Linked DNA regions of Gossypium raimondii: region 1 is linked to region 2. A link is a contact called in public Hi-C data. All regions are on one chromosome and are shown on one strand. The core of a region is the stretch at or near the end of the contact, and the rest is flanking DNA. Distances in the headings are between cores, read along the strand shown.

Evidence for each region. A called contact is a pair of places that touch in the nucleus more often than the background predicts.
Region 1: a Hi-C map of leaf shows a contact between it and region 2, with 2.5 times the contacts expected there. The contact joins the promoter of LOC105783505 here to the enhancer-like site in region 2. A contact is called at or near these places in 2 of 2 Hi-C or Micro-C datasets (both in leaf).

What each region holds. Positions count from the first base shown.
Region 1 is chr13:19,068,922-19,074,046 of ASM2569854v1, forward strand. LOC105783505 (ceramide synthase 1 LOH3) reads right to left here and starts at 2,692. Exons shown (of 7, transcript XM_012609007.2): 1 at 2,419-2,692; 2 at 375-604; 3 at 62-217. The coding sequence starts at 2,556.
Region 2 is chr13:18,942,645-18,948,087 of ASM2569854v1, forward strand. It overlaps LOC105783717 (inorganic pyrophosphatase TTM2), which reads right to left. Exons shown (of 13, transcript XM_052626848.1): 8 at 5,387-5,443; 9 at 4,788-4,910; 10 at 4,591-4,712; 11 at 4,369-4,486; 12 at 4,004-4,264; 13 at 3,109-3,659. The coding sequence ends at 3,438. Among protein-coding and RNA genes, the nearest start is that of LOC105783717, 7.1 kb to the right of the region's middle. Within about 2 kb of position 2,812, the one cell type or tissue checked has open chromatin away from gene starts, as enhancers often do. A contact at or near this core is called in leaf, where this site is marked.

The DNA of each region.
Region 1 (5,125 bases), core at 1,442-3,941, 130 kb after region 2:
TTAAAAAAAAACCTACAAGCCTTAATATCTCATATTCCAGTAAGAACCTGTCACAGCCTACCTAAATATATAAGATAGCACAATGAGGATGACAGTTGCAACATGATGACCCATTGAAACTCCAAAGTCAGAACGCCTTGTTTCCCAGAAAACCAAAGCAAATATAGAGTATGCATAAAATCCAGCAACATACATATAAAGCCCCCTTAATTTCAATCTGGAAAAAAAAACATAATAATTAGTCTATCGAGTTGATGAAGTTGTAGCCTACATATCTCTAATGTACGTGTGATAAATGTGCAAGGATATGTTCCAAGCCAATGCCAATCAAAGCAAAATGAAAAGTTATATTATCTACTGTCAATGAAGCTTACTTAATTTTTTGATCAGGCCAGACCTGGTCTCCAGGCCCTACCCAAAAGTTTCTTGTATTTCTAAACCAGGGCTCATCGTAAGTCACAGAGAGAGCAAGAATTTCCGCTGAAAGATAATAAACGCATTTCCAAGCTGACTCCTTAAATTTTCTGATCTTCTTCCTTCTCTCATCCGTATCACTTTCCATCATTTGGTGTCCCTTTCCGAAAATCAACCGCCTTCCAACTTTCTGAAACCATGTAAGACATTTTCAAAATGGTGACACAAAAAAGGAGGGAGAGAGGAGTGGCCACACTTAGCTAAAACCAGATAGCAACTATATTACATGAAACCAACATGCCAAACATAGACTTGTTTTCCCCCATGATTCAAGACTTCAACTATGCTTATTCTTATCAACTAAGATATTTTATCTGCACATAAAGACCGCCTTACTTTAATTAATTTCAAGTCATTTAGCAAGTAAATTGAAACAAACCATCTCCCTATAAAGGTGAAGGTTTCAAAACTTAGCAAAAATACTGTATATCAACACCGATAACACTTGCATGCATAGAAAATAATCTTAAAGCAAATTCACTGCACAAGCCAACATGATGAAGTTGCCTATTAATTTTAAACATGTGTTCATGAGTAAAGAAATTAAGTTTTTCTTTTAGTAGAAGAGTTAACAAAATCCACAGTTGTTTGTAACCAATTCATAACTACTCAGCTGAAAATGGTAAAAAAATCCTCAGCTGAAGCTTCACCAATAAGAAGTGGTATGTCTAAACAATTGCATGACATTTATTACTTTAAGCCCTCCAGAAAGCCAGTCACAAGAAAACAAAGAAAGAACTAAATTTTAGTCAACATAGGGAATGGCAGTCAAACAGTTTCATCTCCAAGTGTCAAGAGCCTTATGACAAAAAATTCTCATTTCCACTTATTTATAGTTCTTCTGTCTTCTGGAACTAATAAACCCATCACACATCTTAGTAAACTAAGCAGAGCAAGAATCAAGCTAAGATATAGCTGATAAAGAAGCAAAACCATCTAGTTAGCCAAACTCATTTCTATATTAGTCAAGCTACACCAGAAAGACTAAATCCATTAGACTAACATGACCAGCAGTGTTATGTAGAAATAAAGGCCAGAAGTAGCTCCTATTGACAAGCCACCAAATAAGAATTCTCTAGTTGTAGCCCAGCTAAACATGTAGAAAAAGAAAGAAAACTTTGTGCCTTAGAAGATTCGAATCGTTAACAGAAAGAAAGTCTTAGGGAGTAAAAACTACAATTTTGACAACAATAAAAAAGAACAGCATAACTACACTACAACCATCACTTAGTAAGTCCAAACTTCCATATCTCAAGCTAATGTCAGTGAAATAAATAAGTAGTTGTCAAGAACATAATTTTAGCTTGTAAGACAACGCAATGGTACTACTAATTAAGACCAACAGGTTCGACACAGGGCAAGAATCTGAAAGTCATGGATCCGAACACAAATGGGATCTGTCGTAGTCTTCAGTGGAGTTTTGGGAAAAGAGGGAAAGCTATCCCCCATTGTGTAGCCCAAAGAGAAACTTAAATAAAGACAGCATACAGCCATCCAATACCAATGTATTTAGTCTTTACCTAGGCAATAACCCTCAAATTCCTTTTTTTAAGTACATTTCTACTCTGTACTTTATTCATTTTAAATACCAATAACCAAAAATAGATAAAGACGGTTAAACTAGGATCTAATTCCAAAAGTCAAACTGAATTATTTACACCAAGACTCTATCAATCTTCTTGTACAGCATAAAAGTACATGTTAATACCATTCACATGCTGCAAACAAAAAAAAAAGCATCAACAAGTGGCATGAATCTTATAGTGGTCATCCTAGAACAACAAAAGCAACCCATCAAAACAATTCAGCAAATATAGAAGAAAAAACATCAAACACACCAAAAAGAAACAAAATTTAAGAAACTTTTATCTTCTTTTTTTAAAGTAATTAAAAAAACCAATCAAAACATCATAAAGATGGATAAAAGAGATGAAAACCAAGTACCTCAAAGACGAATCTATCGAGAAAGAAACGAACAGAAGGGAAAAACAGAGCAAAGATAGGAAGTACGACGAAATCTTCATAAGCAGGGTAAGCTTCTTGTTCCCAATCGATTGATTTGATGAACTGAATCAAACCCATTTTCCTTCGCGATCTTTGTTCCTAAATTTTCTCAGGAAACAATCAGAAAAAAGAACAAGACAAAGGGTTGTGAACTGTGAATCACATGCACACAGAGTCACAATGTACTCTGCTTCTCTGTTTCTATCTTTTTAATTTGCTTTTATTTGGTCAAAATATAATATCAGTCCCTATATAAGTTAGTAAAATTATATTTAAAAGTTAAAATTATACGTCATATTTTTTAATTTAAAATAATATTGTACTCATTAACTAATAGTATTTTTATCAAAATGTTTAATTTAACATTTTTTTGTCTACCGCATAACACACCGTATGACAAAAGGTAACCTAATAAACATCTCATGTGCACAAATTTTGACTTATGATTTTAATGGTTGTGCTAAGACTTTTAAAATTAATTTTTAATATAAAGATAAATTTAAAATATTATCAAATTACAGGGACTGGAAGAATATTTTAACCGTTATTATTATTTTTTTAATGAAACTAAAGAAAAGTATGCTTTCGTAAAAGCCAAAAGCTGAGGGGGAAAATTAATGAACCGAAAAGAATAAATTTATTACTTTACATATAAATGGCCCCTGCGTTTGTTAGATTCTCTAAATTGCCACTCATACTTTGGTTCACCATATTGCCCTTTCTTTGAAATTGCCGATAAGCCTAGTAAACCCCGCTTTTTGGTTCCCTTGATTTGCACTCAATCGTGATTTAAGTTCAATTAATGGGTAACTACGGAAATTAATTAACAACATTAGATGTTATACATATTTGTGTTTTGACACGGATTTTAAACTATGTTACTCTATTCCCACTTTTTTTATTAAAAATTAGGAGAAGGGAATGAAATTACATAAAATCAAATTCAAATTTTTATACCTGCAATATAATATTGTAACACCCATAACCCGTATCTGTCGTCGAAATAGGGTTACGGAGCATTACCGTAAAATCGTAACTTAAAAGCATACATTTAGTACCTCAACATAAGCATGGCATAATTCATTCAGCTACATGCATATTGTCCCTTAATCGAGCCTTCGAGGCCCTAAAAACACTTTAGAAATAATTAGGGACTAAATTGAAATCAATAGGAAAGTTCATGAAAAAGTTAGAAAATTTGAATTGCAGAGGTCACGCGGCCGTGTGACTCATACTGCTGAGACACACGCCCGTGTGTCAGGCCGTGTAACAATCAAAATAGGGACACACGGTTGTGTCCCAACCCGTGTAACTTTCAAAGATAGGCCACACAGTCAAGCCACACGCCCGTGTGCCAGGTCATGTTCTAGGCCGTGTAATTGCCTGACTTGTATGCCTTAAAACCTATAGGAGACACACGGCTGTGTCGCATGATCATGTGTCACACACAGTTGAGTCACACGTCAGTGTCTTAGGCAGTGTGGACATGAAATTGGCCAAAATCAAGCCATTTCCATCACCAACCCAAACATGTACCTAAAGACATTTTGTGCACAACCTCAAAACCTTACCAAAACATGTATAAAATAACCAATTCAATAGACCATAAATTCATCCAACCGATATGCCAACAAGGCACCTCAAATGCATTTAAACAAACCTTACCTAAACATGGAAACATTACCCCATTTCATACATACACATCAAGTCCAATACCATTTCAAAACTTACCCTATCTTGACTATATTAAAACTATTCCATTACATACCATATTCGCCATTGAAACATGCATTAAAACTTAGTCATATAAACACATACCATCAAGGCATCAAAAGCACCAAAAGCACCAAAAGTACATCAACCAAAATGACATATACATGCCAAACTATTAACTAACATTCAACTAACATCAAGCATAAATCCACCTATACATGCCATTATAAACTTGGTCAAAACATCAAAAACTACCGATATAATCATTGGATAGTGTGATTGATCTTCGACGAGCTTCCAAACCGATCGAGCTTTCGATTATCTATAAAACATAGGAAAGAAAACTACGTAAGCATATAATGCTTAGTAAGTTCGTAAAACATGAACATATCTTACCATTTCAATGCATAACCTTAAAATTAAACATGATACAGTTCAACCATAAGCTTGGCGCAAGCCTAAGCATCATCAACAACACATATTAAAGCAACAACTCATAATTCACCTGAATTAACATAAGGTAAGTCATTATACATGAACAACATCATTTGAAATCATCAATTTCATGAACATAGGTATACTTTCATTGAACATTTCCTTTTCAATCCTTTTCATAGATTCATGACATAAATCATTTGAACACTTACCGTTCCTTTTCTTTTCATTCTCGTTGAACCATTTAGAATAACATCGGATACGCGGGAAGCTCACACAAAGTGTGCTAAACATATAACCTTTCCTTTACATCATTGCTCACACGAGCTATGAAATAGGTCTACTCACACAAGCTGTAGGTTGGAATGTAAGCTACACGATGCAGGACCTCAGCCATTGGTAGGACATTCAAGACCAACACCCAAAACATGGTAACCCTAATGACATGTCATTTGTATCCTACGTATTCCTAATGTTCAAACGGGGCTCGATAATTGTC
Region 2 (5,443 bases), core at 1,562-4,061:
CAATAGCGTCCTTCAAAGAAAAATAGTCTTCAATCTTGTATCCCTCATCATTATGGAAAGCACATCTGTCTCTTGACTCTGACTGTCTTGCGCTTTGCCTCATAGGGAAAGAGGCAAGGAAAATACCCAAACTCCTCACCTGATTCAGAATATAGGCACGAGTAGCATTCAGGGGGTATAAACTTCAAACCTTCCCTAGGGTATGTACCTTCTTATGCGCTCTGGTTGAACTCCTTAAGATGCCCTAGGTGGCACATTCTGTGATTGTGCTCTTTGCTGCCTCCCAGTCTATATGCACAAAAACTAATAAGGTAGACCTTGTCTGTTGCGAGCCCCATCTCTACTTTTGAACTTCCTATCTTCTATCTGGATTGTGCTACGTATTGCTCTCTTTATCTCTTCTGCCTCTACGAACTTGCCATCTTATACAGATCCACCGAAATTTAGGGCCTATTGTTAGTGAAGGAATATTGTACATGCACGTTCTATACTCCTATAATAAAAGCATCAATAGCCCACTAATCTTCAAGGTTCTTTGTGTTCAGTGTTCCACGTAGAAACGTTTTATATAGTCCTACAAGGACTCTCCCTCCCTCTGTTTCACAAATATTAAACCAATAAAAGCACTCATGATTGTTCTATATGCTTTGAACCATCCGAAAACATCTGACCTAGCTGAGAAAAACTTCTAATAAATCCTTCAGAGAAAGACAAGTATCAATCCTTCGCACTTCCCTTAAGTTTCTTAGAGAAAGCCTTGCATTTTGCGGGATCCAAGGCCCCCAACACATTCATGTAGTCATTATACTACATAAAATGAGCTCGGGGGTCCATCCTTCCCTCAAACATGTCCTTCGGGACCTTGAAATCAGCTGGTAAATCAACTGTTGCTACCTCTGGAGCCAAACGATTATTGGAACAAAAAAGTCAATTCATGTCTTGAGACTCAAGATGCAAAGCCCTCACATCTTGTCGCAATGCATCCATGGTTGGTCCTTCCTCCTGTATGGCCACATTATCATGAAAATTAGAGTTTTCAGATTATACCTTTCTCCTAAACTCTTCATTTTGCTTCGAGAGTCCCTATTGAAAAGCTTGTTGTTACTCAAATCTCACATTCTGCAGGCCATCTGATCCTTCATCAACCTCATCTGTTCTTGAAAAGCCAAGAACTGTTGCTGCGACGCTTCTTGACTAGAGAAAAATGGTAACCCCTAGCCAAAAGGAAAATTTAAGTCAAGTGTGTATGAAGCTCTCGTGTGGGTCATGTTACCCAAGTTTTTCGGTTAGTCAACAAACCAGCAAATAAATCTATCTCGATGGGTTGACCACTTGAACCCGAAACTCCAGCCTATCTAAATAAAAAGTTAACGGGGGAATTCTCATTAGGGTGAGCCATACTGATTTTTCAAACTAAAAGAAAATCTATTAGTTGGAAATTTGTCCAAGCTCACTGCACCAAATTATTGAGTGTTTTTATTGTGTCCTCTTAATAGGGAGAATCGGGTATTTATATGGCATGGTTACTGTTCATGGAATTGACATTCTAGGTAGACTCCATACATGTCGACACGTATGCTCTCCTAAACTTAACACATGTTCGTTGGTCTAGGTGTTCACCAATTCACTCATTTAGCTTTGTACCCTGTGCTTGAGAACACATAGAGACATGCAAACTGGGCTCGCAAGCTCATCTCGTAAACCCGTTAACGTATCCACTTGGTGGGGTCTAAACTCAAGTCGCAGGTTGACAACCCGAGTTTCGAGTCGGCAATCAAATATACCATAACATAATACACTGGGAACTTGACTTCGGAATGGAATTCTTAGTCCCAAAGTCAAGGTGTTGATTTATAAAGGTTTGAAGGTAGGGTTGTGATTCAAAAACGCCAAAAATGCTTTGGATAGAAGAAAAGAGATATCGTTGTGAAAGGCTTCCCAAATTCTTTTACCACTGTGGTTTGAGATATGGTAAAAAGGAATATGTTTTTTCAAGTTGTGAGGAATATGACCCAATGCTTCGAGCTAAGAGTAATATCTAAAAGGGTTCCAGGAGGATGAAACATGTACTAGTCAATTTGACTTTGGGGAAGCCTTCACCTACAGCCTCCCATGTCTTAATGAGGTTCAGGGTTATGGTTAGACCTGTTCATGAGTCGAGCCACCCAACTCGGCCCGAAGACCCGCCCGAAATGCAAGAGGGTTTAGGTAAAAATATAGGCTCAAAAAATAAGTTTAGACAAAAAAAAAAAAGACCCGTTTAAAAAACTAGCTAAGACTTGGGTAAAGCATTTTTTACCAGGGCCCGTCCGAATTTACTAAAAGACAAAAAAATCTATTTTTTTAATATTATTTTCTTATTATTTTCTCCTTATTTTGCTACCGTTTTATCATTATGTTATTACTATTTTGTTGTTATTGTTTGAATATTGTATAAAACTTATTTTATTGTTAATTTTTTTATTATTTTAAAGACATTTATTAATTTTGTTATTATTTTAGAGGCATTTGCTTGTTAAGTTATATCTATCTTAGTGTTATTTAAGTAAAGATATTTTTTAAAATTTATTTTCAATTTGTTGAAAAATATTTATTTTGATATTTTTAGTATTCCGATGTATTATATATATTTTTAAATTATATAAAAATTAATATGAACGAGCCGGGTCAAGCCTAAGTTTTAATATTTTTATCCAGGTCAGATTTGGACAAAATTTTAAGCCCATTTTTCAGGCCAACCCAGCCCATGCACACCTCTAGTAGTGGTTTAACTATATTTAATGAGTATTGAATATTCAGAGCTGTACCGGATGATTTTCACATGGGAACTTTGACCAAGGATCTATCATTTCGATCAACTTCGAACGGCCCAAAACGGGCTTTAAAGAAACCAGACCTTTGGATAATGGGTTTTTGGCAAAGGGATTCATACGCATCGTCCCCTACTATGAGGTGTTCTCTCTTGGGCCATTGAGAGACTTTTGCTGAATGTAGTTCGGTCTTCACCAAGGTTGCTCTTGCTGTCAACTCGTAATTATCAATGATAATTCAGCTTTAAAAAAGAGTAAAAACAGTTTCATAAAAGATTAAACAATTATAAGTCAGTAATGAAGTGTGGAACTATTAGCTGCTGCTATTAAATTTAACCAGAGAATGAATGTCTCAAAGGAGTAAACGAGAGGAAGAGAAGTTCCCACAAAGTGAAAAAGGAAAAATGAAAAATTGCCATAGATGAGCACCCCTTTGCCGAAAAAAACCCTCAAAAGGCAAACCTTAAAAAGCATTTGCTTTTGTTTTGTTTGGGCCCCTTAACTCTTTCAAATATCAGTCTCAACTTGTCTTTCTCGAGGCAGAAGATTAGTGCCCTGTAAAAAGAGAACACTTGGTGGGACAAAAGAAAATCTTAAATTTGTGCAAAAATACTCCAGAGGTCTGAATCAGTGTCGGGTTAAAATGCCCCTATATAAGAAGATTCCCAGACCGCCAATTGCCAATGTTAATATTACAGGAACTTTTATAGAATCTTCACCACCAGCCATCATGTTTTTCTTTCTTGTACTAGCTGCTTGTGACCTTTCTCCAATTCCCTCACGCAGGAGATTACTAAGGTTGTCTAACTGATGCATGATTTGCCGTTGTCCGCGTGCCACACTGGATATCTGCTTCATAAACAGCTCAAAAATTTTACACAAAGAACTGTAAGTTCAAATCAATAAATATACTTCACAGCAGGAATAAGGCTACTTGCATCAGAACTATGAACACCTAGCCAGTTTACGTATGATGAGGGGAAAAAAAACGATCTTACATCTTATAGCAAATAATTGTATTGTGGCCTCTATAAGCAAGTCATCCTATCCCCTATTAGATGACTTTGCTTCAAAGATAAAATCACAAAGATGGTCCCCAAACTCTCAAACTGGACAGTACCTCATAACGAGTATAATTCAGGAACCTGTGACCCCTTGAAAATAAAAGGGCATAAATAGACCAGTTACAGTACCTCTTCCATTATAGGTGAATCCTTAGCCAGCTGGGAGGATGATGAGGAATTGGGCATTATGGAACCATTTCCTAAACCATTGATGAAGTGAGAAGTTGGAGCAGAGCCATTGCATGATTCAGCTTGGAAAGCCAAGTTTTGTTGGCTAGAAGTATATCTCTTGATGGTTAACTTGGAATTCAACTCTTCAATACGGGTCGTAAACTCATCCATTCTATCATTCAGAGAGGATATCTGTTCTGAAAGCTGAGTTATGACTCCCTAAATAGGGAAGAAGAATAATACAGGAGACTTTAGTTGCCAAAGCATTTCACCAAGAAATTAGTTTAAGATCATGTACAAAGCTAAAAGAGCTACATACAAACCTCATTTGCTAGAGCCGACTCTGAATTTCTCTCACCAAACCGCCGGTTGTTCACATTATATCCAGCAAAGTTCGACATATTCTTCTCCCTTTGAGTAGAATATGAATGTGAAATGCCACTGTTTTTATTAGCAAACATCAACTCTATTTAATTAAATCCACTCATATAGGCCATTTAACAGCATTCTTATGCAGCAGAAAGATATGTATCACATGTTTGTACCTTTTGAGATGCCTATTTCTCAAGGCAACCCTATCCACAGAGGCCCGCAAGAGTGCATCTTTGGGGCTTGACACCAGATCCTCATCTAGGCTGAGCTTTGTCTTCAAATCCTCTGGCAGGGCCTGTCCAATAATTAGATAAGAGCAACTAGCCTACTAAAATTGAAAAAGACATTACCAGATAGAGAGTTTTCATACCATAACCTCATTTACAAGCTTTTCCAATTGAATTTGTTCAATATAGGTACGTGAAATATATGAACCTTCCAAACCAAGCTTCTCTGCAACACATTTTACAACTGACCGGTCCCTTCCTTGCACCTATTTAAGAATGTCAAATCACAATGATCAATACCGGCCTTAAACAGTCTACAAACAGATGGTCTAGTTTTAGCTTAAAGATAACATATTACCACATTATTATGAAGAAAAAATTATGCCTAAAGTTTTAAATGAAATATAAAGCATCAAATTTCCCACATCATTAACTGAGGAACTTAAAATGCCAATTAGGTCATCTCCAAAAGTGGCAAATGGCACTTATCAAGCATTTATGTTGTGAAACATATTAATGGATACACCAATTTTTAAACCTTCCAAAAGATATTGGCAATTAGATAAATCATCATGGAAGTCAAATTCTCATTAAGAAACTCATGATTAAAACAATGTTGTTACAACATAATTCAAGTGACCAAATGAAGAAAGACTTCCAAGGGGGGAAAGAGAAGGATTCTGAAAGTACATTAAAAATATTGCATTCTAGTACTCAAAAGATTTCAGATTCTCAGAAGTACCTGAAAGTATTGACGATTTAGCTGCTCTAGCCAATCAATTTTAACACAAACTTTATC